2 separate regions of the Pan troglodytes genome follow, and region 1 is linked to region 2. The links are chromatin contacts, called in public Hi-C maps. All regions are on one chromosome and are shown on one strand. The core of a region is the stretch at or near the end of the contact, and the rest is flanking DNA. Distances in the headings are between cores, read along the strand shown. Region 1 overlaps LOC129137353 (a long non-coding RNA gene). Region 2 has its middle 120 kb from the start of CDH11.

Region 1 (2,849 bases), core at 337-2,836, 430 kb before region 2:
CAACACATATGTCTTCTTGGCGAATGTCTGCTTTTTTTCCAGTTATTAGAGTTAATGCCAGCACAGGAAGGGAGCAACAGGGGCCAGAGTTGTTTTTCCCCTTAGAGCAACAGGGAGAATGTATCAGAGATAAGAGTCACCCGGGTGTTTGGCTTTTGGAAATGAAAATAGAATTGCTGTATACATGTCAGCTTGATCTGGGAAGGCTGAAAATAGGGGCGGGGGTGCAGGTAGATGTAGAATGGCCTGAGTTAAACCCTAGTTAGGGAAGAAAAGACAAAAATTTGAAGATGGCGACTTTATCCCTAGCACACAGGGTCTCCCAGGCTGGAGGACATCCCCACTTGGTGTATGTCACTGGTCAGTGCTGCCCACTGTCTGAGGTCCAAGGGAGGATGATAGGGACCCCAGACTCCTGGAGGAATAGGCCTCTAGTGGGTGTGTTGGTGGGGACTGCAAGTGGGGCAGGGGACTGGGAATCTTTGAGTTAGGTGGGGGGTCATTATTCTCTCTAGTGTGTAGGAAATTCAGTTATCTGAAATGGTTTTGAGTACAATAAAATGCATGGTCCTGTATTAATCTCAATCTTTTGCCAGTTATATATTCCACAATATATAGACTTTTGTCTTGCTTTACACACTGTTGTAATACCTTCTATGATGGTAAGTTTTATGTGTCAACTTGGTTAGGCTATGGTGCCTGCTCGTTTGGTCAAATGCTAGTCTAAATTTTTCTGTGAAGGTATTTTAACAGTGTGATCGACATTTAAATCAGTAGACTTTAAGAGATGTGGGTGGGCCTCATCCAATCAGTTAAAGACTTAAAAGCAAAGACAGAAGTTCCCTGATGAATGAATTCTCAAGACTGCAAAATTAAAAACCCTGCCTAAGTTTCCATCTTGCTGCCCTGTGGAATTTGGACTCAAGACTGCAACATCCACTCTGACCTGAATGTGCTGGCCTGGCTTATAAATTTCAGACCTGCTGTCCCCTGTAGCCTCAGGAGCCAATTTTTAAAAAATTTCTTGATAGTATTGATACATAGGTAGATAGCTAGATAGATAGAATAGACATGCTTTTCTGTTTCTCTGGAGAACCCTGTCTAAAACACCTTCTTTTCAGGAAACTTGTTTTGTTTTGATGTAAAATCATGCGAGTCCAGGATGCAGTGCTGGAAGAAGCCTTAGTCCATTTGGCCAATGGTAGCAAATCTGTGGCTCAATTGGAAGAATGCCCTGGGGCAGACCAGAACAGCCCTTTTTGCTGAGTGACAGTCAGATTCTCCTGGACTTCCTTACAGCAGGAGAGACACCCCTTGCTGGTATCCCCAGCCCCCTGCAGGCAGCAGATGCTGCTGTCTCACAGGCAGCCTGGCCTTTCTCCCTGCATTGTCTGACCCACCACTCCAGCAAAAATTACGAATTCTGAGTAGAAGGAGAAGTAAGGTTCTTCCCGGTTCTGCAGTTGTAAAACTTTAACTTTGTTGAATGTTGGAATTAAAATGGCAAAACCTCTACCCCAGGCCTCTGCAGGTTGCCCCATGGCTTGGCTGTAGAAGAGAGCCTGGCGAGAGGTAATTAACCACAGATCACTAAAAGCTCAGTGGAAAGGCCTGTGTCCAGGAATTCCTTTTGCCAGAGGTCCTGGGAGCGTTTGCTGCAGAGAAACGAGTTTGCAAATAAGCACTTTTCTTTGTGAAGTCTCCTTTCCCAAGCTCTGTTAGCTCCCAGCTCTGTTTTCAGCTATGAGGGCTGTCTTTTCATCTTGAACTTTACATATTCTTCTAGCTTAGCCCAGTCACACAGAGCTCTTTGGCAAGCTACTCTCTCTCCCACTGCGAATTGTTGGGTACCAAGGCAGGGTATAAAGTTCAGAGTCGGCCAACTTTTCCCCCACAACCCTCTTACTCCGCCTCTCTTTGTGCTCAACAATGGATTTCAAAAATCTTTGGTTTTCTTTGTCATCGGAAAAGATGTTGGAGTCAAACAAAGAGGAGAGCAAAAATTCCAGACGTGCTGAGAAAATGAAAGTGTGTGTGTGTGTGTGTGTGCTGGTGCAGTCTCACTGCCACCCCCAACACCACTGGTTAGCATTGTAACCCTCAGGAATGTATATCATTTGGGGTTGGGTTAGTGGTTTGAGCAATGCTCCTTCCAACTTCCTGCTGGAAAATTTAACCTCTCTTTAGTCTTTAGAGAGGCAAAGAAACTGAACACATTTCTACTTGTTCTACCTGTAACACGTCTCTTGATTCCATTCCCAACTGCCCACTTCTATAGTTCTGGCCTTTTTTTCCTTTCCCTGGGTTGTCATAGAATGTACTGACTTTTCTTGACATCTTTTGCCACCTCCACAACCTTGTTGCCCCTGCAGCCAGAGTGACCTTTCTAAAATGTAGCTCTGACTACCTTGTTGCCTGTCACCTGTAGAAATCAAGTCTAAGTTTGTGCAGAGGCAGCCAGAGTGCTCCTGGGGCTCGGGCCCTGCTTACCCCTCCCAGCCCTCTCTGAAACAATTCTCTGAGTGTTTCTCTCCGCAATGCATGTATGTATATACATGTGTATGTATGTGTGTGTATGTATGTATGTATTTCAGCAGCTGTGTTCTCTTCTTGAAATGAGCTTCAGTTGTATAAATTCTGCCACCCTCCCTAAATTCCTCTGAGTTCTGATCTACTCTGTTTCCCCTAGAGTGAGAAGTTTATGTGGTTTTCACTGCCTTTCTCCATCCTCAGTGTATCAACTGTATTCACTTACCTTTCTGGCCAGCCTAAGAGTCCTGTGGGGTGGAAACCCTCTATCCATGATAGCTAGGCCAGCACAGTGCAGGCCATCTTGAATATCCTCAGTT
Region 2 (2,859 bases), core at 314-2,813:
GTACCGCGAGCGCCCCGCCCAGTCCTTGGCGTGATTCCTAAGCCCCGGCCCTGCCAGCCCTTTCTCCCGGCGACTCGGGGAGGGAGGGCAGGAAGCAGGCCCGGGGAACCCTCACGGTAGCGAGTCCTCAGTGAGGGGAACAGCGGAGGAAGGAGCTAGGACTCCGGCGCTGCGCCCCATTAGGCCCTTTCTCCCGTAGAAACGCACACTCCACCGGGCCCTGGCGGGTCTGTAGCGAGGGGGTGGCAACAAGTGACACTACCGGCGGGGGCCACTGATACCTGGCTGGGGTAGGGGCCAAGGCACCCTCCCAAAAGCTGGAGCGAGGCCGACCCCGGCGAAGCGCTCCCCGCGCACCCCTCTCCGAGGCGTTGCGTGGGGGGCACTAGATGAGAGGAGAGCTGAGAGAGAACGGAGACTGGGCTCTTCCCAAGTCCTAAGTCTCCCTCCCCGCCCGACTTCACCACCAGAGCCACCAGAAGAGTTTGCAAGGGATGGGAGATTGAGAGGGGTGGGGGCTGGGCAGGAGCCGCCAACGTTGAGGGATTTTTGGAAGGTGGGGTGGTGGAATGAGAAAGAATAGAACGCGCTCCCGAATTCCCAATTGCTTCCCTCACTTGGACGATACCTTCCCCAACCACCATCCCGGCCCGCCAGGCAAGAGCCCAGCCTGACCAGCTGGAGCGGATTTGGGGGAAGGAGGAAAATGGGGGCTCCCAACCCCTCTCCAGCTTCCCTCCGCCGCCCTCCCTGATTGGCTGTGCGTCCCTGGAGCCCAACTTCAGTCGCTCCAGACTCCATCTGAGCCCTGAGGGAGTCGGAGCGCCGCGCCACGCGGCGGGAGGGGCGGCCACGAATCCGGGGGTTAGCATCTCTGGGCCCCTGGGGGGAGGCGCGCGGACGGGGTCGGCCCCCGCAGCCTCTGCGAGGCCCATCTCGCTGCCTCTCGCAGCCTCGGCTTCTCTCAGCCCCCGCCCTTTCCTTCCCTCACAGCGGCAGCCTCCCTCCTCCCGCCCCCCACGCCCCGCACCCGCCTGCCCGCCCGCCACCTCCCCCCGGTTTCTCATTCCTGCCACTAGCGCGCTCGGCGGCTCATTCCGCGGCCGCCGCCAGCTGAGGGGAGCGTCGCGGGCCGAGGAGCAGATGCCGCGGGGGCCGCTCGCAGCCGCCGCTGACTTGTGAATGGGACCGGGACTGGGGCCGGGACTGACACCGCAGCGCTTACCCTGCGCCAGGGACTGGCGGCTCGGAGTTTGCGTCCACCCTCAAGGGCCCCAGGTGAGGTGCGCCGCCAGTCCCTTCCTCTCGCCTGGTTGGGGCTTCTTGGAGTGGGGGGCAGGATTTTCTCAGGAAGAGAATGTCTTGGCGGGGCGGGGTGGTGGGGGGGACGGTGGTATCTGAGTCGAGAAGGCTTCACTAACGCAAAGCAAAAGGGAGGGAGAGATTTGTTTAAAAATCAGAAAGGGAGAAGGGAGCCAGCTGTGGGCGCGGGCAAAGCAGGGGACGGAGGCTTCAGATGTGCGCTCCACGACTCTCCCTGGCTCCGGCCTCCTCTGGGGTCTGCGCCGAGGCCACAGCAGAGGGGGTTTGTACCTGGCTGGGGCAAGAGACTGCAGAGCAGACCTCCGGACACGCCGACTGTCCCCGGTCATATCTCTGGGGAAAGTCGCCCACGGCGCGGTGCCCGCCAGCCCTGCGCCGCTTCCCCAAAGCGGCGACATGACCGCGCTCTGCGGGGTTCTTACTCCATCCTCCCGGATCCCTGCCGAAAGCTCCCCGGGGCTTAGTCCCTGCAGTCGAGACTGCCGGGTAAGCCCGGGAAAACGGAAAGACCCCAGCTCCGGAAGGAGATTGCCCGCACTTTAATAGCGTGGGTTTGGGGCCGCCGACTGTGGTTCTGGGGCAGCAGGCTGCGGTGCGCTACAGCCCTCCAGCCCGAGTCTCTGCGGGAGCTCTGGCGCCCGTTTGTAAGCTCCCACCAGCGCAGGAGTAGGTCCATGAGCGGCCCAGACTCGGGCTCGCCTCTGGCTTGGGATTGGCGAAAGCTGCCAGGGTCAACGTTAACTTTGAGAACCAAACCTTCCCGAAACCTGCGCCGCTCCTCGGAGCGCGCCAAGCCTCTCTAGCCCCCGGCACGCACGGCCTCCCTCCCTGCGCTCTGCCCCGGAACGCGAGCCGGGAGGTGGGAAGCACTGAGAAGCCGGCCGGATGGGGAGGACGGCGAGGAGAGCTCCCTTCTCCCCCCTCCCCAACCTGGAGGAACTGTAGGAGGGCCCGCCTCACGCTGTGAAGCGGAGTCCCCAGAGAAAGTGGGGTTGGGGGAGGCTTGCGGGTCCGGCTTCCTTGTCCGTTTTTTTGCCGAGGCCCTGCTTTCGCCCGGGGCTCCCCGCGCCTGCCTCTCCCGGGTGAAAGGTTTTCTAGGTGCTAGAAGAAGCCCTGTTGCTTTTGCTGATAATGCAGTAGGAATTTCATGGGCCATCACACTGCTATTAAGAAATCGCATCTTTTAATTATTTAATACCATCCCTGCATGACGACGGGTTATCCCTAAGGGATGGGAGTGGGGGGTTGTTCTTGAAACCCGGCTGTATGAGGGTATAGATTTCACTAAAGTCTTCCCCCTTCGTCTCCCCCTAAAGAAATCGTGCTACGATCGCTCTGAAATCTTTTCTTATTTTCTTCTTCTAATCATGGCTATCGGTTTAATATGAGGCAGTAAGTTTTCGTTTTAATCACAGGGAAGCTACCATAATTAATCTGGCTAGAGGACGGATCAATTTCCTCATCACTTGGGCTTGCAGCAGACGTCGATGGTTTTGCGGGGTGTCTGGATTTCCTGGGGATGGGGATGCAGATGTG

The links. A called contact is a pair of places that touch in the nucleus more often than the background predicts.
Region 1: a contact with region 2 is called in a Hi-C map of stem cell-derived neural progenitor cells, with 6 times the contacts expected there. The contact joins two enhancer-like sites. A contact is called at or near these places in 1 of 7 Hi-C or Micro-C datasets (stem cell-derived neural progenitor cells) and 1 of 1 datasets of contacts at active chromatin or transcription factors (stem cell-derived excitatory neurons).

What each region holds. Positions count from the first base shown.
Region 1 is chr18:63,583,123-63,585,971 of NHGRI_mPanTro3-v2.0_pri, reverse strand. The region is part of intron 3 of LOC129137353 (a long non-coding RNA gene); the gene reads left to right. Among named protein-coding and RNA genes, the nearest start is that of CDH11, 550 kb to the right of the region's middle. Within about 2 kb of position 1,586, at least 6 of the 24 cell types and tissues checked have an H3K27ac peak or open chromatin away from gene starts, as enhancers often do. A contact at or near this core is called in stem cell-derived neural progenitor cells, where this site is marked.
Region 2 is chr18:63,152,140-63,154,998 of NHGRI_mPanTro3-v2.0_pri, reverse strand. No RefSeq gene overlaps it. Among named protein-coding and RNA genes, the nearest start is that of CDH11, 120 kb to the right of the region's middle. Within about 2 kb of position 1,563, at least 12 of the 24 cell types and tissues checked have an H3K27ac peak or open chromatin away from gene starts, as enhancers often do. A contact at or near this core is called in stem cell-derived neural progenitor cells, where this site is marked.